7 separate regions of the Sus scrofa genome follow, and all the other regions are linked to region 5. A link is a contact called in public HiChIP or PLAC-seq and promoter capture Hi-C data. All regions are on one chromosome and are shown on one strand. Each heading gives the region's core, a stretch centred on a gene start, on an enhancer-like site or on the middle of the called end of the contact. The rest is flanking DNA. Distances are from core to core; before and after follow the strand shown.

Region 1 (3,463 bases), core at 124-2,623, 270 kb after region 5:
AGATGAAAGGAGGGTGGAAACAACTCAATTGACTTAAGAAGATGTGGTATATATAAACAATGGAATATTAGCCATAAAAAAGAATGAAATATTGGAGTTCCTGTCATGGCTCAGGGAAAAGGAATTTGACTAGCACCCATGAGGACACAGGTTCTATCCCTGGCCTTTCTCAGTGGGTTAAAGATCCGGCGTTGCTGTGAGTTGTGGCACAGGTTGCAGACCTGGCTCAGATCTGGCATTGCCGTGGCTGTGGCATAGGCTGGTGACTACAGCTCCGATTCGACCCCTAGCCTGGGAACCTCCATATGCCATGGGAAGCGGCCCTAGAAAAGGCAAAAAGACAAAAAAAAAAAAAAAAAAAAAAAAAAAAAAAAAAGGAGAGAAAAGTCATATAGTCATCTCAATAGATGCAGAAAAAAACATTTGGTAAAATTCAACATATGTTATTAAAAATCGTAGAAGCTAGAAAAAAGGGGTCACTGAAGTAATCTGGTAAGTAGTATCTGCTCTGAAACTTATGACAACTAATACATTTAAAAATGAAACCTGGAAAATGTCCTTTCTGAGGTTGTGAAGAAACAGGGCCCTCACTATCATGACATGTCCTGTGTCCCACACAGCAAAGCAAGGAAAAGAAATGAAAGCCACAGCCAAGACATAAAATTGTGAATATGTGTGGGTTAATTACATTATCACCTACATAGAAAATCCGTGGAAATCTGCATATCACTTTTAGATACTAAGAAAGTTTCAGGGTCACTAGATATAAAGTCAACACAGAAAAATGAATTAAATTTCCATTCACCAACCACAATTTTTCATAAACTGAAAAAAAATTAAAGATAACATTTACATTAGCATTAAAAATGTCAAAAGAAATCTAGGGAAAAATCTAACAGAAAGTGTCCAAGACCTCTGTACAAAACATCCATTATTGAGAGAATTAAAGGAGAGAAATTTTATGTTACTGAATTTGAACACTCAAAATTTTAAATAGCAATTCTCCCTAAATGAGCTCTAGCATCAATAAAAAGTCCCAACGGGATATTTTAAAGAACTTAATGAACACTTTCTAAAATTTATATGAAATTGCCAAGGTCCAAGACGAGTCAAGACCTGCTTGAAGAGGAAACCCAGGGTTGAAGGACTTGCTCTACTGGGTGTTGAGTCTTATTACCGTAGTAGAGTAGTTAAGACTGCCATTTTCATTCAAGGATATGGATGGAGGTAGATATCACTAGTGTTTTCCAATATCTGGGTATCCTCCCCTTCCAGGCACATGGCAGACAGCACTTCATGGTACCTTACTGGTGAGTATAACTCTGTAACTAGTTCCGGCAAACGAGCTGTAAGAGGAAGTGAATGATGGATGACGTTTTCACACTGAGTCAGCAAAAACCTCGGCATGTAACCTCTGCCTCTCTTCTCTGGATGAAGAGTGCTCCTGATGATGCAGCCATTTCACTTCATGAAGGATGGCTGCCCTGATGCATATCCTGCATCACCAGTGACCTGCTGAGGAAGAAGAAATAACTTAATATGTAAAGCCATGAGATGCTGGGGTTGTCTGTTACTAAAACAAAACATAGCCCATCCTATCTTGTTCAATAGAGAGACAGACTATTGGAACAAAAGAGCACCCAGAAAGAAAGCCACCCCTGTGTAGACAACTGATTTTTCAATACAGAAATGAAGTTGCAGAGTAGTAAAGAAAGAATGGTATTGATACATCTGGATATCCATTTGGGTGGAAAAATAAAACTTGTCTTTACCTCACACCATACACAGAAATCAATTCCAGGTGGATTCCCAACCTTATCTGAAAGGCTCCACTGTATAAAGCTTTTAGAAGAAAATAGGGGCAAGTTCTTCATAGTTTGGGAAAAGATTTTCTACATTAAAAAAATTAACTATGAATGAAATAGTTAAATTGTGTTCTATTCAATTTCACCAAAAAAAAAAAAAAAAAAAAGTTTAGGCAAAAGGGAATGCCTAAATTTTAATAAGAGCTATCTCTGGGTAATTACATTATGAGCTGAATTTATTTTCCTATTTAGCTTGTCTTTTTTTTTCCAGATATTGATGAATATGAATCTCTTTGTAATAAAAGAGAAAAAATAATAAGTTGTAGTTTTTACACATTTATAATCAAGAGGTAATCCAAAGGTTGAGGATATAGAATAAGAAGTTTCTAGAACTTACTTGTTAACCCAAAGAAAAGAAATCCTAATTGCGGCATATCAGGCCATGTGACAGGCAGATGCCGGTGGGATTGATAGTCACTGTGGCCTTTCTTAGGGCTCCATTTAGCTGCTAGAACATCATAAAGGTGGTCTGATATCACTTTTTTTTTTGCAGTGTATGGAAGTTCCCAGGCTAGGGGTTGAAAGGGAGCTGCAGCTGCCAGCCTACTCCACAGCTCACAGTTCACTGCAACACGAGATCCTTAATCCACTGAGTGAGACCAGGGATTGAACTTGCATCCTCATGGATAGTAGTTAGGTTGTAATACACTGAGCCACAAGAGGAACTCCGGATATCACTTTTTAAGAGCCATTCTGTGGCAGAGTCACAATCCTATTCCTGGCAGGAGATGCCCTTGAGAGTTCTCCTCCTTCCTCCCTTTTCCATTTCTGGTATCCTTTCTCTGATAGGAAGTATGTTTCCTAAGACACCAGTGTCTTTTCTTGGACTCTATCAGCCCTGGAGATGCAAGACTTCTGGTCCATGTGGCCTCCCACTGATGGGCACCAGGACCTCCCTTCTTTTTTCGGTCATGCCAATCCAAAGCTCTTTGTAAAATCTTTATTAGACACATGTTTGACTCTGAACAGCCTAAATAGGTAAGCATTTTAAGATCTAAAGCGCATATAAGGATACTTTTTACTCTTGTTTTTAATCGTTTTATTGGCTCTCGTTTATTCATTGAACATTTATTGGGCATGGGCAGTAAAGTCATCATAGACCACAGCTCCTGAAGCCCTGAGAATTCACTACTTAAATTCTGGAGTCTGGCAAAATATGGAATGGAGATATGGAGAATGAGGGTCATCCAGAGAAAAAAAGGGTCATTCTACCAACAGGTAGAAATGGCAGGACCCTTGGGATAACTGGGTTTTAAATAGGTGGGTTCAGAGATTCTAAAGTGCCTCACAATGGTCATGAAGAAGCTTCTGGAACAAGGGTGGGCAGCTAGTTGGAAGGGCATTAATGGCAGCCATTTTCATCATCATCAATGGTATTTATTGAACACCTGGCAGAAATTATGCCAGGCACCTTACATACATCATCTCATTTAACATCTACAGCAATCCTGGAATTTATAGTATCTCCTTTTTGAAGATGAGGTAATTGAGACTCAGAAGAGGTGAGGTAATTTGCCTGAAGTCCCAGGGTTCCAAGAGGGTGGTGTTGAGCTGGGAATCTGTCAGACTGGAAATCCTGCCTCTTCTTCTGACAGTAA
Region 2 (3,632 bases), core at 644-3,143, 490 kb before region 5:
GGCGTTGCCATGAGCTGTGGTGTAGGTCGCAGATGTGGCTCGGATCTGGTGTTGCAGTGGCTCTGGTGTAGGCCGGCAGCTGTAGCTCCGATTCGACCCCTAGCCTGGGAATCTCCATATGCCGTGGGAGCGGCCCTAGAAAATGCAAAAAGACAAAAAAAAAAAAAAATCAAACGAGGACATGTATATGTGTGTGTGTATATATATACACACACACATGTATTAAGGTACTTTGAACATGGAGTAAGAACCCAGGAAATGTTAGGGTAATATAATAACTACCAGAGGTCCTAGCTGAAACATTACCTTGATTCAGCTGTGGTAAACCACTTCTCAGAGCTTGGATTAGTCCTTAAGTCAACAATCAATAAAGCAAAAAGGAAAAAAATCCCTCAGAGTAAAAATGAACTTTGAACACCCCCAAGTCACCTAGCAAGGTATGATACAGTTTATTTCTTTGCATTTAGTCCTGCAGAGTAGTTTTTATTCATCCTAAGTTTGAGATCCTGTGAGTGAGACTTAAGAAAGGTAAATCTATATGCAAATGTCAGAGCATCCCATTCCTTCTGCTTTAGCCATAATCACAGAATCCCTGGAGGACACTGAGAGATACTAGGAAATTCCAAAATGTTCCTGCTGACTTGTGGGGTTGACTTCATTCTGTCCTCATACCAGAGCTTTATTGACTTAATGTGGGCTGGGAGATTTGTAGTTTGTGGTGAAGACGGAGAAGAATTAAGGGGGTCATCCTCTAGGCAGCTTTAGGGGAGGCTAGATTTTCATGTGGGCTCAGTGGGAAATTAAATGGGGTGGATGGTGCTGCTCCCACATGTCTAGGATGACCCTTTATTGAGCACCCAAGATGTGCGAGGCTCAGAACTAAGCCCTTCCTACACATTAGCTATCTTATTTAACTTCACAGCAACCATGAGGTGGCATTATTTAATTTTTATTTATTTTTTACTGTATTTTTTTTTATGGCTGCACCCATGGCATATGGAATTTCCCAGGCTAGAGACTGAATCCCAGCTGTATCTTCCTTTTGTCTTTCCAAAGGCTAAACACACCAGTTTGCTTCAACTACTCTTGGAGGCTGTGTTTCTGAACCATTTCTCCTCCTGTGCTTCCTGATGCTGGCTGCACAGCAGGATAAAAATCACATGGGGAAGTGAAAAACAAACAAACAAAAAATACAAACCCTGAGTCAGAGCCCTGCTCCAGACGGACGGAACCCAGATCTGGGAAGGTGGCCTGGGCATTATTGTTTTGAAAGAAACTTTCTCATTATATTTTAATGTGCAGTTAGTACTGAAAAGCACTGCTCCAATTTGCTTGAAAAATGAAGACCCTCTGGAGCGAGGAAAAAGAAATCGGTTCCTTCTAGCTAATGATTATTATCCAGAATTATCTGTGGCATATTCCACATAATTTAACAGGCCGCCTCTTTAAGGGCAGCTGAATGCAAATGTTTCGAAAGCATTGGATGGGATGTCAAGGTTCCCAAACATAGCCATTTACCGGGTGCCAGCCTCTAGTGGAAGAGATTTGCGTACCTTTTACATTTCATTTCTTTTTTTCAGCACTGAGAGGTTGGGAACGGTACTCCCATTTTGCAGATGGGATGAAAAGAAATTGAGGAATTTCCTCCCGGATTACTCCAGGGGAAGGTGAAGAACTAAGGCTTTCGGATAGCAGCAGTCGGCACTTCACCACGAAGCCGCGCGCGCCCTGCTGGGACTCGGGCTTCCCTGGCACAGTCCCCAGGATAAACTCCGCGAGCTTCTACGTGGCCCGCTGCTGCATTCGGTCTTCGAAAAAGCCTCAGAGCTGGAAAGCGCCTCTTTCTGGGAATAAGACTAGGGAGGCGGCGACGGAGGACGATACCCGTATCTCAGACCCTGCCCAGAGGAGCCCCGCAGGTTCTAAGGGACTGGCTTGCCGCACTGACATCGGCGCGCTGACACTTTGCAGATCTCTTTCTCTCAAGAGAGAGCCCTTTTAATTTTCACTTCGGCCCAGCAAAGGGGGTTAATTTGGCCCCATTTTCCAGACGAGGAAAGTGAGTCTTTCTCTCCCCGTAGGTCGCAGCGTGGGGAAGTGGTGGAGCTGGAGGTGTCCGCCTTGTCCCAGAGATAATAAAACCTGCACGGATTTCGTCATTATTATGCAAAGCCGGCGGGGAAGCTCCAATCCTCCCTTGACCGAGCCCATCTGTCTCCGCGCGCCGCCCCCGGGGCACAGAAGCCGACGGCAAACGGAGCCGAGTGGGTGGAAACCCTTCCTCTCCGCTTGCCTCGCCATCGCTCCGCGCCTTCTCCGCCAGCGCCCCCGAGGCCGACCTCCCTCGGCTTAAAAAAAAAAAAACTGCGGCCTCCCCAGCACCCCGCCAGCGGCCCCTAGGGAACTGCATTAATATTAATCCCCATGCATAATTGAAGGCCAGAGATTTATTCGGGCCGCGGTGGGGGAGGGCGCCCGGCTGGGCTGTGTTGTGGCCGCGCTACTCAAAAGCTTCGGCCGCTCGGGTTCCGCGGGGCCTGGTACCCAGGACGTGGGAAGTTGGGGCGGGTGTGCAGCCTGTGAGGATGAGCTTGGGAGTAATGTGAGTCTGAGCAAGTGTGCCAAGGAGTGAGGCGTAGCGCTGGGGGCTGCTCGAGGGAGGCGGGGACGGAGGGGCATCCCAGGTCTTCACGCCTTGGCTTGCGTTTTACCCACAGCCGGGTGACCCCGGGCCACGCGGGCTTGAGAGGAAACAATAGCGACTCCTTAGATCCTGGGCTCCTGCCACCGGCGGCCCAGGCCTTCCCAGGAGACCAGCGGGGCTTCTTATTTGGCTAGTTTATGGCGAGAGGCTGGGCGGGGGCGGGGGCGGGATGGCGGAGGAGGGACCGCGGCTGGAGCTGGGGGGCGAGGGGGCGGCAGTTAAAGGAGTCTCCCGAAGCAGAGGCGCTGGTGATGTCAGCTCTCTACTAAAATAGAGAGGGATCGCCCGCAAATCCCCAGCTCCAGCGGGGCTAAACCTTGCAACCCCTCCCCGGCCGGCGCTGAGCCAGGGCGCAGCGACCTCCACCGCCTCCCCCGGCGTTCACACCCACCGCACACGCGCGCACGCACGCACGCACACACACGTTCCCTTGCACACCTACCGCACTCGCCGCCCTCCCACCCCCCACGAGCCCGCGCTCCGCCACTCGAAGCGCCCCACACCAAACACAGGTGGCAGCGGCGGCAGGTCGTCCCTGCGCGCAGTCCCGGAGGCGGCGCCTCTCTCTTGGGGGAAACCACCCTCCGAGCCTGCAAAGCACCCAGCAAGGCACTACCGGAGCCGGCGGAGGGAGCGCAGGACGCGCGCAGCGGAGAGCGGAGACGCGGCTTAGCGCCGGCTGGAGCCTCCCGCGCCCCCTGAGGCGCTAAAGGGCTTACCCAGGAGGCGGGTGGAAGGGCGGGGAGAGGTTCCCCCTTAAATACCGCGCTCCGCCACACTCGTGCGCTCCCCCGGCACCCGGTCGCTCCTCGTCCGCCGCAGCCGGACCTTGCAGAAGAGGAGGGGGCGTTCCCCGAGCCATGGCATCCACGGAAGGGTAAGGGGGCTTTTCTCTCTACTCGCAGGGAAGGGGGAGGTGTGCGTGCGG
Region 3 (3,350 bases), core at 45-2,544, 460 kb before region 5:
TCTTCTTGATTCTTTTTTTTTTTTTTTTTTTTGTCTTTTTGCCGCGCCTGTGGCATATGGAGGTTTCCAGGCTAGGGGTCCATTCGGAGCTGTAGCCGCCAGCCTATGCCAGAGCCACAGCAAAGTGGGATCCAAGCCCCATCTGAGACCCACACCACAGCTCACGGCAACGCCGGACCCTTAACCTGCTGAGCAAAGCCAGGGATCGAACCCGCAACCTCATGGTTCCTAGTCGGATTCGTTAACCACTGAGTCATGATAGAAATGCCCGTCTTGATTCTTTCATTGATTCTTCCGCACATTTTTCTGAACATTCAAAACCAAAAGTGAAGTAGGTTCAGGCTCTGGTGCTCTAGCAGTGCATGATCCAGAAGGAGAGTTGTCTTTCCAAGTGTGTCTAAGAAGCGGAGGAGTGTGTCAGAGGAGGTGTGTCAGAGGAAGCGGAGGAGAGCATGTTGTTGCATTTGGTTCATAACTTCATAAGAAATGAAAATAGGAAATTGAGGGAGTTCCCGTTGCGACACAGTGGAAACAAATCTGACTAGGAACCATGAGGTTGCGGGTTTCATCCCTGGCCTCGCTCAGCAGGTTAAGGATCTGACGTTGCCATGAGCTGTGGTGTAGGTCACAGATGCAGCTCGGATCTGGCGTTGCTGTGGCTGTGGTGTAGGCTGGCACCTGTAGCTCTGATTAGACCCCTAGTCTGGGAACCTCCATATACCACAGGTGCAACCCTAAAGAGACAAAAAAAAAAAAAAAATAGGACATTGATAAAATTTAACCCCTGCACACCCAATCCCTCGTTAGCTGTGTGATGAAAGACATTTTAAATAACTTGTATAGTAAAAAGTATTTAAGGTCCATTTTCCTGAAATAAATTCTGAAATATCCCCCTCCTGGTTGGGTTCAGTTTTCTTCCTTTCCTACAGGACTGGGATGTAGAAAAAAACACAGATTTTGGATTCAGGCTGACTTGGGTACAAATCCTGCCTGCACAGCATCTGGGCGGTAAAACTTAGCCATGGTCTCTAAGGCTCAGCTTCCTTGTCCATAAAATGGAGATAATAATTTTAGCCTCATAAGTTTGTAGTAAAGATTAGTTGGGGAAATGTATATTAAGATAAAATAGTTTAAGTGTGGAAAAATGCTTTTATATCTGAATTTTTGATATGAATATGTTTTCATAATAATAGAGCGAAGTTGAGTATAGAAATGATGTAGTTTTTTCACTTCTTCTTCCTTCCAGAAGGGTGCAGTGTAAGGCCAAGAAATGCTTTCTTTCAGTTATTTTCCTGTCCTGATATTTAATGACTGCATTTTTAAGATATCTTTTCTCCACCCGTTCCCATCTCATTCTCACACATATCCAGTTTCCATCAGGAATTCGATGTTAGAGGAAAAAATGGCCTCTTTTTCTGATACTTAAAAATAAACCACGACAAATAAGGACTTTGAGTTGTTGCCATGACTGCCAAACCCTCTCCTGCCCATTATCCAGAGTAAATTATTTATTTTTTTGTTTTGTTTTTTTTTGGGGGGGGGTGCAGATTTGGGGCCACAGGTGCGGCATATGGAGGTTCCCAGGCTAAGGGTTGAATTGGAGCTGTCGCTGCCAGCCTACACCACAGCCACAGCAACACCGGATCCTTAACCAACTGAACCGGGCCATGGATCACACCTGCATCCTCATGGATGCTGGTTGGGTGTGTTTCTGCTGAGCCACAGTGGAAACTCCCAGAGTAAATTATTAATGAGCTCGTCCAGGACTGTTTATCAGTAAACACACAGGTTGTTCTAAGGGGAAGGTTGTATGACTCTGGTAGGGAGAGTGAGGTTGCAGTGCTGGGAAAGTTGGTGGTGGTGGGGGGGTGCTTGCTTCTCAGCCTCCGTCCACAGGGAAAGACCTGAATGAGCCAGCCATTTGCATGAGATCCTCTTCAGTGGCCAAAAAGTCTGTTTTCCTGGCATTTCAGGTGCTTACAAGGCTGAGTGCCTCTCTGAGTCACTTTTCCAGAAGCAAGATGCTTTAAACGAGCACTTTCTCTCATTCCCAGAAAGGGTTGACCCATTCCTGCTCAGATAATCCTTCCCAGAAATTAAGACAGCCATCCAGGGAGTTCCCGTCGTGGCGCAGTGGTTAACGAATCCGACTAGGAACCATGAGGTTGCGGGTTCGGTCCCTGCCCTTGCTCAGTGGGTTAAGGATCCGGCGTTGCCGTGAGCTGTGGTGTAGGTTGCAGACGCGGCTCGGATCCCGCGTTGCTGTGGCCCTGGCGTAGGCTGGTGGCTACAGCTCCGATTCGACCCCTAGCCTGGGAACCTCCATATGCCGCGGGAGCGGCCCAAGAAATAGCAACAACAACAACAACAACAACAACAAAAAAGACAGCCATCCATGGTGTTTGGTTGACCAGCCACAAATTCGTATACAAATTCCACGGGAGAGAGCGGGGAGGCCACTGGAAGCCGAGAACGTCAGGAAGTATATGTTTGCAACTTATTGAGATAGAAATGGCTGTCCTTGTTTGGGTTTTTTTTGTTTGTTTGTTTCTTTTTTTTCTTTTTTGCCATTTTCCTGGGCTGCTCCCATGGCATATGGAGGTTCCCAGGCTAGGGGTCCAATCTGAGCTGTAGCCACCGGCGTGCACCACAGCCACAGCAATGCGTGATCCAAGCCGGTTCTGTGATCTGCACCACAGCTCACGGCAACGCCAGATCCTTAACCCACTGAGCAAGGGCAAGGATCAAACCCACAACCTCATGGTTCCTATTCGGATTCATAAACCACTGAGCCACGACGGGAACTCCTGTCCTTGTTTTTATTTTAACAAGAAGCACGACCCATTTGCCATGGAAAAGCTTCTCAGACGAGGTCATTTTGAGCCCATTTACTTCACTTTTCTGAGCCTCAGTTTCTACATATGTGATATAGGGTTGACCAAATCTTTTAGGAATGGTCGCGAGGGTAAATGCATAGAAAACATGTAGCAAATTTCCTGGCCCTCAGTAAGCCTTTAGTAGCTGCCGTTCTTAAACTGGTTGATCCCTGCACCATATATCCGTATTTCTCTAACATCGCTGAATCTCCTGAAATCTATTAGGATATTCAAACAAAAAGCCTGTTAAAGCTGATTTTATTTTCATTTTCAAGAATAAGGGAGTTCCCGTCGTGGCTCAGTGGTTAACGAATCCGACTAGGAACCATGAGGTTGCGGGTTTGATCCCTGGCCTTGCTCAGTGGGTTAAGGATCTGGCGTTGCTGTGGCTGTGGTGTAGGCCGGTGGCTACAGCTCAGATTGGACCCCTAGCCTGGGAACCTCCATATGCTGCGGGAGTGGCCCAAGAAAGGG
Region 4 (3,487 bases), core at 33-2,532, 360 kb after region 5:
TAGCCTAGGTGATCCCCTTATCTTTCTTCAACAATTTTTCCATGATGACACCTGAGTCCTCTCATGAACTGCCTTTTGTTTCTCCAGATGGTATGTGTTTGTATTTGTGTGTTTGCACCCGTGCCCAGTGTTCCCAAGAAAACCTAACAAACCAGTCCCTGCCTTCACTGCAAAGGCTGGAGTTTGCTGTTTGGACACAAGCTCCTGGCTGCCCAGAAGAGCCGGAAGCAGAGGGTGAAAAGGCAGAGGGCTGTCAGGGCTGTCCTGTAGGCCACCAGGAACGCTCTACTTTTCAGCCTAAGTTAGGTCACGCTTCTGCTGTTACAGGGCAGCAGGTCGTCCTCAGCAAGACACCTGAGAGCGGGCATCCAAATCAGACCCAGGTCTAGTAGCTGTGGGCCCCTGATGAAGGCGCTAAACCTCTTTCTCTGTAAAGAGGAGGGGAAGAAAGCAAGTACCACATGGCTCTTTATGTTCAGAGAGGTTCAAAGTGGCATAAGTTAAGGCGACTGATGGTCTGGTATGTTTTGAGTGAAAAAGTAGAAGCAAGGCCAAGCACTGGCTCTACCAGCTGATGACTCCCTTTATCTGGTTGTGAGGCATGAGGCTGGAGGAAACGGTGGAGAAGGGGTTTCTGATTAACAGGCTCTATCAGAGAAAGCGCTGTAAGAATGAAACAAAGGGATTGCTCGGTACTTCACCTGAAAGATTTCATATGACCCTCATAGCACCCAGTGGATAAGTCCTGTTACTGGCAAGTGATGCAAGGTGACATGACTAGAAAAGGATGTACCTGGCATTTGAATTCAAAGTCCTCTAGCTGCAACGTCTGTGTTCTTAACCAGGGCCCCATCCTGCCTTCTATCTTGCCAGGCTGGGGAGGAGAGGCAGGGCGGAGGCTGAAAAATCATACAAAATCACAGGCTCCCCCAGCCCAGGAGGGGGTCTGCACCACAGCTGGATTCCAGAATTTCCCGTCCAGCTTGCCCAAGAGTTCTCAGCCAATGCAGGATCCCTCAAAGCTCCCAGAGGCAAGAATTCTCAGCTTGTTTACTGATTCCCCCAGGGTCAGGGGAGGGGGATGGGGAGGGGGAGGGGGTGTGTGAGCTGGGCACAAAAGCAGGATAAAGGTAAACTTTCTGCGTGTGAGAACCATTCCCCCCTCCAAGGAGCCGTGTCACACTGCATGTCACCGTCATCAAAGGGGCTGTGCATAAACCTGAAAAACCAAACGGACCTGTCTGTAGGTGTTACTTATATCACAAGGCTACAGGTGCCTTTATTTTCACTGTACGCCGGTGCTGGGAGAGCCTGCCTTCTCTTGCCTTGAAAACCTCCTCTTTGGACCCAGCACCGCTGTCCTCACGTAAGCACCTTTTCTTTGCTCTTTTGGATGAATTGTAAGGGGTGTCAGGGCTTAGAGGCTCTGGGTCTGTCGGTCTGTTCCCAGCTCAATTGCTTCGCTGGCCCTCCTGCCATTTCCATCAAGTACCATCCCTGCCGGGAGCTGTGTGACTGATTTAACTGCCTGCCTGAGAGACATTTTGCCTCCTCAGGCTGTGTAGCTACCCACCCCTCCTCAGTAGCCCCAACTCTCTCTGGATCACTTGATTAAACCAAGGGGAACTAAGAATGCATACAGGCACTCCATTCACTAGCCTTTCTAAAACTAATCTTAGGAAGGAAGGCTGGATTTTACAGCAAAAAAAAAAAAAAAAAAAAAAAAAAAAAAAAAACTCAGCTTCAAGGAAAGCCCACCTCCTCCTGCCTGAAACTCCTCTTTTTCCCATTGGCCTGCTCATGCCCACTCTTAAAACAGAGAAGATAGCTGTCTTATCATATTTTGGGGCATTTTTCTGGAAATTGTCTTGTACCTAAAATAGCTTAAAGGAAACCCATTCTGCCCTCTCACCCCACCTCCGTTTAGAATGCTTCCAGAGAAGCAATGGTTAGGGTTTTTCCACTGTGTTTATTCAAAGACTTGGCAGTGCAAGGGATTCTTGTGCATCCGCCCCCTGCTGGCGGCCACCAGTAGCACATGCTCCCATCTCCAGATGAAGCGGGGGCCGGGGGGGGGGACACGTTTCCATGTGCCTAGAATTTTACCAACTGGGAAGGTTGTCAGAGATCATTAGCGACAACCTCTTCGCTTTACAGGTAAGAAGCTGGGGCCTAGAAAGGTAACATGATTTAGGAAGATAGCTTCATGTTTTAGTCTAGTTTAAAGACCCAGGGCGGGAGTGGGGGGAGATGTTTGCCCCCGCCCCCAGTGAAAGTTTCATTCTTTGTCCCCATGTTCTCTATGAGAGTGTTTTTTTTTGTTGTTTTTTTTTTTTTGGTGATTCAAGGTGCTCTCTGAAGGAGTTTTCACAGATCGGGTGTCTTCTTTTCTCAGAAGTCGCCTGAGAAGTCTATACTTTTTAGATATATTGACGACAATTGTTCCCCCCCCCCGAGGGGAATGGACATAGGTATTCTGCCCACTCATCTACATCTATTATCTAATTTTGTTAAATCCTTCAGACATCCAAAGACTTGCACATTAAAATCCCCTTTTTAGAGATGAGGCACTTTAGAGATGAGCTCAGAGAGCATCACGGACTTTCACATATCACACCCTCTATGAAACAAAAATAAAGAATAAAAAATAAAGTTTCAGCAGACTGAGTAGTGAGAAATGTGCCCCACATCCCTTGCCTTGTGGGTGGCAGAGGTAGGATTCAAACCCTGATGGATTTAATCCGAACCCCGTGAGCTCTGTATCGGAGCTCACAGTAAACTCTACGGCATACCTCCAAGGAGCCTTCTGCTGCACCTTCTGAGAAACAATGAAACATCCTGCACCAGCCAAAGAAAGAGGAGGAATCCCTTGGCAAGTCATCAGCAAGTCCTCTCTCACAGCTGCTCTGGTTTCTCCCAGAAGAACAAACACTCAAGCACCCAGCCCACGGGCCTTTCACAGCAAGGGCTGAAAGAGGCCACTGGGTTTTCCTCCACACACCCCTTCTCAGGGACACCCACAGAGTGGGTCGCTGATCCTGCTTTGCCCGCAGGGCTCCAGACCCGGTGGACATTGAGACCTCGCTGAGGCTTTAGAGGAAGAAAAGCATTATTCTTCCCAATGCCATTGCCCACATGGTGGGACTGGGGAAGGCCCTCCTGGGCCCCCTCTTCTGTGGTTTTACACCCTCCCGGCCTTGTCCTGCCCAGTGATGTTCTGCTGCATGCACAGCCAGTGTGTAGAGGCTTAATTGGGTGGATTTTTGGTCACGTGCCCAGAGTGAAGTCGAAGCAGGGTCAGGAAGGAATTTTCTTCCTCTGGTAAACTGGCCAAGGCTGGGTGCTTTGCTCCTTCCACGCCCTCTGGAAGGCTGAGCAGAAGTGCCATGGGCACCACACCTGTGACTGCTGCCTCTGACTCGTGTGAGGGCAAGAAGCCCACGGGCCTGTCTCTCTGACGGTGTGGACCCTCCCTGTGCCACCTTGG
Region 5 (3,408 bases), core at 603-3,102:
ACCAACATAAAACATCAAAATGCACCGAAGGTTGTTTGTAAAATGCAAATTGCTTAGCTCTACCCCAGACAGAATCTCTGGGAGCTGTAGAAAGTTCAATATTTAACAAACTGGAGGAAGGGAAGACAGTAAATTGTAAACACAGTTAAAAACAAACAAAACAAAACAAAAAAACCCACTGCTCCAAGAGGTATTTTTTAAACATTAAGTAGAAAAAATTGAAATAAACTGTTCTCATTACAGGATCATAAAATCTCAGCGCACTCATCATACCCTGTAACTTTGTGTAAATATTCTTCTGTTCTGAGCTTCAGAATATGTGGGCAATGCCTACTGCACCTAATTTTTCATATTACAATTCATCCTGCGGAGGAGTGACTAAAGACTGGCAGAAAATACATCACACTCAAAATCCGCCCCACCCCCATCCTCATGTAAAGAAAAATAATGCAGGGCACACTACAGTATATACCATTAAACACCGTAGGAATTGTGTTAGCTCTGTCAATATCACTACTTAAAGACAACTTTCAACAATAAGTTTTGTAAACAATGAAGAATTTCAATGGCAAATCCAGTTCTACAAGGGTTAAATCATAACCCACTGCAGTTGCCCAGCGACAGACAGTGCAACCTGAGAGGAATTCAGGATGAAGCACTGGGTGTTTTGGATAAAGAGGCCCTTAGATAATTCGAAACACATTTCAAGAAGAATTTTAATGATCCTGAATTCTTATATCTTCCCATTCATAGAAAAATACTAAAACCATTAACCTGAGATATCTGCTCTTTGTGATTAGCAGTAATCTTTTATCAACCTGTATGCCTAACCGCATTTATCTCCTAGCCAAAAAATTCACATACAATCTGGCTTCTCTACCTCTGCAGAGCGGCTGTCTCCCAGGCTAAAATCCTCACTCATATTCTGAATAAAACTTAAAACTCACAACACTTGGGCGGCCTGGCTTTAAGTCGACACTTCTTGGTAAGCTTCTCCCCCTAAATTTCCACTCTTTCAAGCCATGTTTCGCATAAAACATTTTTCCGGACCTATGCCTATGATGCCTAGACATTTACAAATTGAGTCCTTTACCAGTACTCGCGTGAGGCAACCCCGCTGGCCTCTAAGATCTTCCAGTAGACAAGGGTGAAAACAATGAATAAAAACCACTAACGTGACGTCTAAATCTCAGCAAACTTGGGCAACTTGACAACTCTAAAGGAAACTAACAATGACTAGGAAGGGGCTTGAGAGAGGCCGCACAACCCCAAATCCAAGGCAAGGTCACGGAGAAGCCATACCAACCAGGAGGCCAGGGAACGGAGTCAAATTCTCCTAGCTTCCAAAAAACCCTTTGCGGCATGCACGAGGCCAAGTCAGCAGAACCCTCCCCGAGACAAAGCCAAGGGAGCGGGGAGGCTCCGGGCACCTCCACACCCAGGTGCAGGCCCTTAATCAAAAAGCCCCTGCCCCAGGCCCGTTGCTCAGATGCACAGAGGAGCTGAGCGCGTCCCGGCCACTCACCCCAAAGAGACTGCGTGCTGTGATACCATCTCCAACTAGCTCCGCGGCCGAGAGACCATCCAGCAGCTCCCTTCACCAGCCCCGGGCAGTTGCCAAAGCCCAGGAGGCAACGCATCACCCGCGGGTCACAGCCTAGCCTCCAGGAGGCCGCCATCTTCCCAGCCTTCTCGCGGGCTGCCCTCAGCACAGCCTGTTCGCCCAGTCATCAAGGCCCTACAAGGCCCCGCCTCCCACCCCGTTGGACACGCCCCCTGGACGCCCGCGACTCGTAAACCGCAGGAATCAAGCAGCTCTTCTAGCTCCGCCTCCAAACTCGTTGGCCTCGCCTCCCGGTCATGAGGCTGCGCGGTTGGGCCTCCGGTCAGCGAGGCCCTCCCGGACCCGCCTTTCGTCTTGTCCGCCCCGCCTCCGGACTGCCCTCCACACCGCCTGATTGCATTTCTGGCCTCGCCGTGTTAGCCCCAACTGAGGGCCGGGAGCAAAGCCTTGCGAAGACCGGAGGGCGCGGGTACCTCTGCTCCCGGCCATGTCTGGCTGTCACGCTCCAGAGGGAGACTGTAGCTCGCGGCAATGCCTCGCGCAGGTAGGGGCGGGGCCGCCGGCGCCTTCTATTCCCTGGAAGCGAGGCGCCTGCGGGGCTCGGCGGCGGAAGCTAGGCGCGGGCGGGGTGGGGTTTCGGGCCGGACCCAACGGGACCCTCGCGCACCGCGGTTTCCGCTGCGGGTGCTGACCTAAGTCCCCGGCTCCCGCTGAGGTCTTTGCTCCACCGGCTGGGGTTCTCTGGAGACAGGAGCTGGGCACCAAACCTTGAATAAGGAAAAATAACGGAGGAGAGCGGTATTAAGTGTGTATTTCAAAGTAACTTCTCATGAAGACCGGGGAAACGTGAAGCCGCGGGTGAAACGGAGCTCAGACTATGAGCTCTTCTGCGCCCTGGCGACCAGCCTGACATTTGGCGCGTAGTAGGTACTTGGGAAACGTCCCCGAGCCGGATCTGTTCAGTAGCTGGCACTTTCTCTGCGCAAGTTGCTCTTTGCCTGCTTCTGTTTAGATTGGTTGTGGGATGATCTAGGAAGGATTTTTCCTTAAGCAGAAGTCACAGGAAGATTCCACCCTCGGGCTGCACATAACTTTTCATTCACTTCTGCATGCCAACAATTTATGGAACACCCATGTGCTCAGGGTGGTAATTAAGACAATGGCCTGGGTTCTGGAGGAGAGCTAGACCAGTAAACCATTACAAGTGAGAAGCGCTGCTGAAGAGACTGGGAATTCCCCCTCAAATCACGACCTGATTCTTTATTCCTCCTGTTATTCTTCCTTGGGGCAGAAGGTCCCAATTAAAAAGTAAAAGGTGGCAGATTTTATTAGGAAAAACTTATCAGCCAGTATTTCTGTGAATAAATGACTTTCCAGAGATGAGCAAAGTCACTTGTTTTCTTCCTCTCACTTATTACAATTTACGTATTTATTCCTCTTTTCACTGCCAACTAAAAATTGTCACCCACCCGCTGCCTCCACAAGGTTTAGGTCATTAGCCGCTGCAGTCAGCCGCTGACCTTCAGCACACTCTTGAAAGAAGGCCAGGGAGATCAGGAATGAGGCACTCTGTGTTCTGTGAAAAACTGGCAGACTAGGCCTTCTGATAGTTAGATATTTTCAGGAGATTTTATGACCCCAATTTCTTGTGTCTTCTCATATCTAGAAGAGCAGTAAGATCATTAATGGTGCCATCTGCTCCTCATGATTAGTGAAATCCTCTGCAGAAGCAGGTGCTTGATTTCAGGTATCCACCTTCCCCAAATCACATATATACTGAACTCCCCCCCCCCGCTTCTAGCAGTTCCTCCCTCGGCGCTGAGAGGCTGTCTCCCAGGCCTCAT
Region 6 (3,205 bases), core at 46-2,545, 480 kb after region 5:
AGTAAAACTTTTTATTTGAAATATTTTGGCGCTCTCATGTACAGGAACACAATTTTTAAAATAGAAGTGTAGTTGATTTAAAATGTGTTCCTTTCAGGTGTACAGCAAAGTAATTGTTATATATATATATATTCTTTTTCAGATTCCTTTCCCTTATAGGTTATTACAAAATATTGAGTAGAGTTCCCTGTGCTTTACAGTAGGTTCTTCCTTGTTGATGATCTATTTTTATATAGTCATGTGTCTATTTTAACCCAAATTCCTCATTTATCATCTTCCCCACCTTTTCTCTTTGGTAACTATAAGTTTGTTTTCTATATCCGTGTGTTGATTTCTGTTTATTTGTATGTATCTTTAGCTTTGAGGTCCAGAAAACAGCACCTGTGTCAGGAATGGGCTACCCAGGGTTGCATGGGCAGAAGGATTACCTCAATTTCCACACCATTGGCACTTTCTTTTGCCTTTTTTTTTTTTTTTCCTTTTTAGGGCTGCATCTGCAGCATATGGATGTTTCCAGTCTAGGAGTCAAATTGGAGTTATAGCCACTGGCCTACGCCACAGCCACACCAGATCCGAGCCACGTCTGCAACCTATACCACAACTCAAGGCAATACAGGATCCTTAATCCACTGAGCAAGGCCAGGGATCAAACCTGGAAGCTCATGGTTCCTAGTCGGTATTGTTAACCACTGAGCCATGAAAGAAACTCCTCGACACTTTTTTTTCTTTTGACATGAGGAAGTTCCCAGGACAGGGATCAAACCTGCACTACAACTGTGACCTGAGCCGCTGCAGTGACAACACAGGATCCTTAACCAGCCTCACCCCAAAGGAACTCCTGCCATGTTTTTTGTTTTGTTTTGTTTTTTAATGGCAGGGACCTTGTCTAACTCACCTGCACAGTATGTAGCACAGTTCCAGACTCAATAGGCATTTGATAAATGTTGTGGAAAGAATGTACCAAACACAATCCACAAACTAAATCAAAACTTGATCATTCTCCAAAGTCAAGGTCATAATCTACCTTTCCCATAAGATGGTTCTGTCTGTACTTTTGTAGTTGGGATTATTAACCCCTTCATTTTCAAGATAAATTCTATGGTATTTCATCTCCTAACTTTCAGACCATTTTTGATTTTGTAAGAAATTGGATAATAAATGAGACTTTGCTCAAGGTAAAGTTCCTGCATTTCAAGTTCCTCCCTTATAGTTTTGCAGAGGCAATCCCAGATCTGTTCTTTAATTGCTCACTCCACTGGGAATTCTCCCAATATTTGCTATGGTTTCATCATGTTCTTTTTACCTTGTCCAGCTACATGAGAGTTGCTTTTCTACAAAGATTGTTTTTGGACCATGCCTGAGCTGAGAAAATGGGAACACTTTCTCTTTTTCCAATATAATTTGTATGCCTAAGATTAAACATATTACTACCAGATTGCCTTAATTAAACACACATACAATATATAGAAGCCATGTCCATTCTTCATCCAAAATTTTGTAGTTCCTTCCACTTGCCAACTTCCCCAAAGATGAACTGAAATCAACCAGTTGGTTTGTTTTTAGGATAGTTCATTGTCTCTTGTCTGCTATTTCTTTCTTCCTCTTTTTCTTTCTCTGCTATCACACAAAAAACATGGAAACACGGTAGGTTTACTTTGTACCTCCAGGCCTCAAATGGATTATGAAAGGCTTTGGGGAATATGTGAAAGGCAGGAGATCCACAAACTTAATTGTCTTTCATAACTTTCTAGCCCCTTTGCCAGATGTTCCCATAAAGATTTTTCTTTCGTTCTTAATGGTGAAAAGTACAAAACACATTCCAGTAAGTGTCTCTAAAAGATAAGAACATTTCATAAACACAACCACACTAAAAAACTAACAATGATTTCCTAATAGCAAATATCCAGTGTTCCCAATTTTTAATGATTTTGTAAGGCCAAATGTTTATTGATTTAAAAAAACCACAAGTTACAAATAAATTCCACACATTGTTTTTTAAAATGATTTTTATTTTTTTCCACTATGGCTTGTTTACAGTGTTCTGTCAATTTTCAGCAAAGGTGACCCAGTCACGCATGTATGTATACATTCTTTTTTTCTTCACATTATCATGCTCCATCATAAGTAACTAGATACAGTTCCCAGTGCTATCCAGCAGGATCTTATTGCTTATCCATTCCAAAGGCAACTGTTTGCATCTATTAACCCCAGATTCCCAGTCCATCCCACTCCCTCCCCCTCCCCTCCCCCCTCCCTCTTGGCAACTACAAGTCTGTTCTCCATGTCCTTGAGTTTCTTTTCTGTGGAAAGGTTCATTTGTGCCATATATTAGTTTCCAGATATAAATGATATCACATGGTATTTGTCTTTTTCTGACTTGACTTCACTCAGTATGAGAGTCTCTAGTTCCATGCGTGTTACTGCAAATGACATTCTTCTGTTCTTTTTATGGCTGAGCAGTATTCCACTGTGTATATATATACCACATCTTTTTTTTTTTTTTTTTTTGTCTTTTCGCCATTTCTTTGGGCCGCTTCTACGGCACATGGAGGTTCCCAGGCTAGGGGTCCAATTGGAGCCGTAGCCACCGGCCTACACCAGAGCCACAGCAACGCGGGATCCGAGCCGTGTCTGCGACCCACACCACAGCTCCTGGCAACGCCGGATCCTTAACCCACTGAACAAGGGCAGGGACTGAACCCGCAACCTCATGGTTCCCAGTCAGATTCTTTAACCACTGTGCCACAATGGGAACTCCCACCACATCTTCTTAATCCATTCATCAATCGATGGACATTTAGGTTGTTTCCATGTCTTGGCTATTGTGAATAGTGCTGCCATGAACATATGGGTGCATATATCTTTTTCAAAGGAAGTTTTGTTTGGATATATGCCCAAGGGACTGCTGGGTCATAGGGTAGTTCTATATATGGTTCTCTAAGGTACTTCCATACTGTTTTCCATCCTTGTTGTACCAATTTACATTCCTACCAACAGTGCAGGAGGGTTCCCTTTTCTCCACAACCTCTGAGCATTTGTTATTTGTGGGCTTATTAATGATGGCCATTTTGACTTGTATGAGGTGGTACCTCATAGTAGTTTTGGTTTGCATTTCTCTAATAATCAGTGATGTTGAGCATTTTTTCATGTGTTTGTTGGCCATTTGTATATCTTCCTTGGAGAAATGTCTATTCAGGACTTTTGC
Region 7 (3,403 bases), core at 413-2,912, 440 kb after region 5:
GGACAAAATGAGAAAAGAGATTTTCCAGGCCCTTAGAAGAGAATGGTAGCCTTCTCGCACACAGGGAACTCTAAGGCATCCACACACGCTCAGTATTAATAACCTAGTTCATGAAAGCTAACCTGGTTTTACGAAAGAGTACTGGAAAGATGAGAAAACCATGCCTTTAGTCCTCCCTCTCTCTGCCCTTAATCAGCTACCATGGGAACTGGGCAAGAGTCCCTCAGACTCTTTGGGCCAATCTGACAAAAGAAGGCTCAAAACAGGAGCTCCCTTCGTGGCTCAGCGGTTAACGAGCCCGACTGGTGTCCATGGGAACTCGGGTTTGATCCCTGGCCTCGATCAGTGGGTTGAGGATCTGGCATTGCCGTGAGCTGTGATGTGGGTCACAGATGCAGCTCAGATCTGGCATGGTTGTGGCTGTGGTGTAGGCTGGCAGCTGGAACTCCGACTGGACCTCTGGCCTTGGGAACCTCCATGTGCCATGGGTGCAGCTCTAAAAAGACATGCACACACACACACACACAAAAGACTCAAAACACACCTGCCCTCATCCCATCCGACCTCTGCAGACACCCTGTAGGGCTCTGCACCCCTGGGTACAGGTCAGGAAGGCCTGGCTCACCACCACTGGTCTGAAATCCTACTCACCTTTAAAGCTCTTATTCAGATGTCACCTGCTCTGAGAAGCCTGCCAGCCCAGGTGGTCACTCCCTTTAAACTTTACAGATGGCCTATATTAGAGCCCGCAGCGCGCTGGAAGGTAATCATCTGTTTATCTGCCTTGTCTCCCGACTAGACTTTGAACTTCTAACTAACATATTCCATTGGAATATGCGCCCCTCATCCCAGCACAGCGTCCAGCGCATGCTGGCACTCAAAGCATATGCGTGAATAAAAGCGTTCATCAATTCCTAAGGTTGCTTCTAGCTCTAAAATGCTAGGCTTGCTGTTTTTTAAATGCGAAAGAAGTCTTGAAGCAAAAATCTTTTAATGCAGTCGTTAAATGCTGTGTGTACGGTGCTGAGGACATGAAGGTGATAAAACACAATCCCTGACCCACGGCACCCCGAAACTATGAAAGCTGGTACTTACTGTTTGTGCAAGGGCAAAGCTGGAACCGTTCCCACTTCCCCCCTCGCTTCCTTTCTTGCAGCTGCAGCTCTCTGCCTCTTTCCCCATGAGCCTTCACTCCCGCCTCAAGCCGCGACCTCTGTCCCAGCTGGCAAAAGCGCAAAGTTATGAGCCAAACCACCCGCGCCCTGCGGCCGATTGCAAATCCTGCAGGCTGGGGGCCTCCCGCCGCAGAACCCTCTCCCCTCCTGTCGGCGAATGTAACAGTCCATTCAGACCGAAAGGCAGCACCACCACCTCCCGCCCGTGATCGTGGTACAGCTACCCCGGAACCGCAGCGCTGGGAGGCAGGAGCCGTTACTCCCCAGCGCCGAGCTTTCTGCGTGGCCCGCTCGGAGAGCGCAGGGTGTACCTGCGCGGCCCGCTGCTCCTTCCAATGCTTCATCTGGTCACTGGCTGGATCCCGGTTGTCCGCCATGGTGTCCGACTAGCCTTACAGAACGTTGCAGGCAGCCTCCACTCGCCGGTCTCCGGCCCTGCGCCTGAAGTAGACGACTTCGGACTCAGTCACTCAGCCCCGCCTCCTCGTCCCGCCCCGTCGGCAGGGCCGCCTCCTGATTGGCCGCTCGAGCTCCAGGCGGGATGGGATTGGTAGTCAAATGGGGTGGGGTGAAGACCTGGGACTCCTGGAGGGGAGAGGTGGGAAAAGAAGGTGGGCCCCGCCCCTGCGACCCCAGAACCGCAGGGTTAAAGAACTAAGCATGGCCTCCAGTACCCGAACTTGACTCTCCCTTCAGCTTATCAGCATCCTTCAGGGTGCCCTGGGACGCGGCGGTTGGTGGCGTGCCAGTTTTGTTTGAGGGAACGCTTAGGCCCTGCTGGGTGGGGCTTTGAAGTCTGTAAATACGCTCTCAGCTCAAAAAAACCGAAACAAACAAAAACCCAGGAATCCTGGGTTGAGTTTCTTCTGTTCAAAATGTAGTTTTGTCATGCTCTAATGTTAATATTGTTTACAACCTGAAAGATTGATGCAATTTGGAATAAATGCAAACATTGATTCTGCATTTAAGTATAACCAGTAGTTATATCCTCAAATGTTACATCATTTTTTTCTGTTACAGATTGTGCACAGAAAAATGTACCTTAAAAAAAAAAAAAACCACAGGGAGCTCCCTAGTGGCTCAGTGGTTAATGATCCCGACTAGGATCCATGAGGATGAGAGTTCTATCCCTGGCCTCGCTCAATGGGTTAAGGATCCACCATTGCCGTGAGCTGTGGTGTAGGTCACAGATCCCGCTTGGAGCCCAAGTTGCTATGGCTGTGGCACAGGCAGGCAGCTATAGCTCCGATTCCACCGATTCCACCAATGCAACTCTCATATGCCAAGAGCATGGCCCTAAAAAGGAAAAAAAAAAAAAAGAAAAGATGTGAAACATGGACGCAGTCTAAAATCCGTAAGAAGAAATTTCAGCCTTTTAGATTCCCTTTTTGGCTTAAAAGTTTCCCTTCTTTTGAGTTATTACTATGTGCTGGACACTGCTAGATGTTTGCCAGACTATATCAGTTAATCTTCACAACAAAAAGACGATAAAGGTCAATGAAGTTCTTCCCACCATGACAGAGTATAAACAAACATCAAGAGAGGTTGGCTTGCTCCTGCTGTAGAATAATTAACTAAGATGCTCAGGCCCACTATTTATTCATAGACAGGCTGGCCTAGAGTCTAGAATATGTCAACAAGTTAATGTGGCTAATTTTTGAGAGGTTGGAGCAGTGCATTTTCATAGGTAAAATAACAATATATTTTGTAATATTGTCAAGATGCTTAGATAGATGAAGTTTGAAAGGAAGACTTGCTCATCCCCAGCTAGAGAGATTGTCTGCAAAGTTTGAGACAGTTGCCTTGGTGTAATAAAGCTGGAAGAAATGGGATCCTAAACCTCACAGAGATCTGGACCCCTACAGCTTCTCATCCTGAGGCCACATCATAGATCTTCCTTCCCCTCTGTGAACCTCCCCTCATAGGGCATCACATTTATCCTTCACATCGTCCCTTCCCTCGGTTGTTTTCATCTTTGTTTGGTCAGGGGTTGCCTTATTCCAAAACGACTGTTGCTCTTTTCCTTTACTTCTGGATTCATATCACTTTTTATGCTTGTGCTTGTCTTTGAAATGTTAGCATACTGTTAGGACTCTGGTCACATCTGTATGGGAAAAAAAAAGATTTTTGTTGATAGGACTGGAAATCAAACCACTGTTTATAACGTTATTTGCATGAGGACAAGTCTTTCAGGTTTAATTATAAGTGAATGGAGTTAGGGAAGGCTA

What was found. Promoter capture Hi-C pulls out the DNA fragments that hold promoters and counts their contacts. HiChIP or PLAC-seq counts read pairs in DNA pulled down with a chosen protein or histone mark.
Region 1: an H3K27ac HiChIP or PLAC-seq map of alveolar macrophages shows a contact between it and region 5. The contact joins the enhancer-like site here to the promoter of APIP in region 5. A contact is called at or near these places in 3 of 5 promoter capture datasets (fetal liver, fetal skeletal muscle and liver), 23 of 47 Hi-C or Micro-C datasets (alveolar macrophages, blood, brain and 14 more) and 2 of 2 datasets of contacts at active chromatin or transcription factors (alveolar macrophages and skeletal muscle).
Region 2: a contact with region 5 is called in an H3K27ac HiChIP or PLAC-seq map of alveolar macrophages. The contact joins the promoter of SLC1A2 here to the promoter of APIP in region 5. A contact is called at or near these places in 1 of 5 promoter capture datasets (liver), 5 of 47 Hi-C or Micro-C datasets (blood, brain, embryonic fibroblasts and 2 more) and 2 of 2 datasets of contacts at active chromatin or transcription factors (alveolar macrophages and skeletal muscle).
Region 3: a contact with region 5 is called in an H3K27ac HiChIP or PLAC-seq map of alveolar macrophages. The contact joins the enhancer-like site here to the promoter of APIP in region 5. A contact is called at or near these places in 5 of 5 promoter capture datasets (fetal liver, fetal skeletal muscle, liver and 1 more), 27 of 47 Hi-C or Micro-C datasets (adipose tissue, alveolar macrophages, blood and 16 more) and 2 of 2 datasets of contacts at active chromatin or transcription factors (alveolar macrophages and skeletal muscle).
Region 4: a contact with region 5 is called in an H3K27ac HiChIP or PLAC-seq map of alveolar macrophages. The contact joins the promoter of ELF5 here to the promoter of APIP in region 5. A contact is called at or near these places in 2 of 5 promoter capture datasets (fetal liver and liver), 13 of 47 Hi-C or Micro-C datasets (alveolar macrophages, embryonic fibroblasts, epiblast stem cells and 8 more) and 2 of 2 datasets of contacts at active chromatin or transcription factors (alveolar macrophages and skeletal muscle).
Region 6: a promoter capture Hi-C map of liver shows a contact between it and region 5, with 5 times the contacts expected there. The contact joins the enhancer-like site here to the promoter of APIP in region 5. A contact is called at or near these places in 1 of 5 promoter capture datasets (liver) and 6 of 47 Hi-C or Micro-C datasets (embryonic fibroblasts, heart right ventricle, mesenteric adipose tissue and 3 more).
Region 7: an H3K27ac HiChIP or PLAC-seq map of alveolar macrophages shows a contact between it and region 5. The contact joins the promoter of CAT here to the promoter of APIP in region 5. A contact is called at or near these places in 1 of 5 promoter capture datasets (liver) and 1 of 2 datasets of contacts at active chromatin or transcription factors (alveolar macrophages).

Annotation. Positions count from the first base shown.
Region 1 is chr2:26,365,753-26,369,215 of Sscrofa11.1, forward strand. No RefSeq gene overlaps it. Among named protein-coding and RNA genes, the nearest start is that of EHF, 27 kb to the left of the region's middle. Within about 2 kb of position 1,374, at least 2 of the 83 cell types and tissues checked have an H3K27ac peak or open chromatin away from gene starts, as enhancers often do. A contact at or near this core is called in alveolar macrophages, where this site is marked.
Region 2 is chr2:25,601,999-25,605,630 of Sscrofa11.1, forward strand. SLC1A2 (excitatory amino acid transporter 2) reads left to right here and starts at 1,894. Exons shown (of 11, transcript XM_003480708.4): 1 at 1,894-3,581. The coding sequence starts at 3,565.
Region 3 is chr2:25,632,362-25,635,711 of Sscrofa11.1, forward strand. The region is part of intron 1 of SLC1A2 (excitatory amino acid transporter 2); the gene reads left to right. All of the region lies in intron 1 of LOC110259680 (a long non-coding RNA gene), which reads left to right. Among named protein-coding and RNA genes, the nearest start is that of SLC1A2, 30 kb to the left of the region's middle. Within about 2 kb of position 1,295, at least 9 of the 83 cell types and tissues checked have an H3K27ac peak or open chromatin away from gene starts, as enhancers often do. A contact at or near this core is called in alveolar macrophages and liver, where this site is marked.
Region 4 is chr2:26,455,772-26,459,258 of Sscrofa11.1, forward strand. It overlaps ELF5 (E74 like ETS transcription factor 5), which reads left to right and starts at 1,283. Exons shown (of 7, transcript NM_001243711.1): 1 at 1,283-1,366. The region is part of intron 2 of LOC106509379 (a long non-coding RNA gene); the gene reads right to left.
Region 5 is chr2:26,093,168-26,096,575 of Sscrofa11.1, forward strand. It overlaps APIP (methylthioribulose-1-phosphate dehydratase), which reads left to right and starts at 1,853. Exons shown (of 8, transcript XM_003122870.3): 1 at 1,853-2,108. The coding sequence starts at 2,052. PDHX (pyruvate dehydrogenase protein X component, mitochondrial) reads right to left here and starts at 1,728. Exons shown (of 13, transcript XM_003122869.4): 1 at 1,526-1,728. The coding sequence starts at 1,679.
Region 6 is chr2:26,570,861-26,574,065 of Sscrofa11.1, forward strand. No RefSeq gene overlaps it. Among named protein-coding and RNA genes, the nearest start is that of ABTB2, 7.1 kb to the right of the region's middle. Within about 2 kb of position 1,296, at least 1 of the 83 cell types and tissues checked has an H3K27ac peak or open chromatin away from gene starts, as enhancers often do. A contact at or near this core is called in liver, where this site is marked.
Region 7 is chr2:26,532,219-26,535,621 of Sscrofa11.1, forward strand. It overlaps CAT (catalase), which reads right to left and starts at 1,663. Exons shown (of 13, transcript NM_214301.2): 1 at 1,487-1,663. The coding sequence starts at 1,552.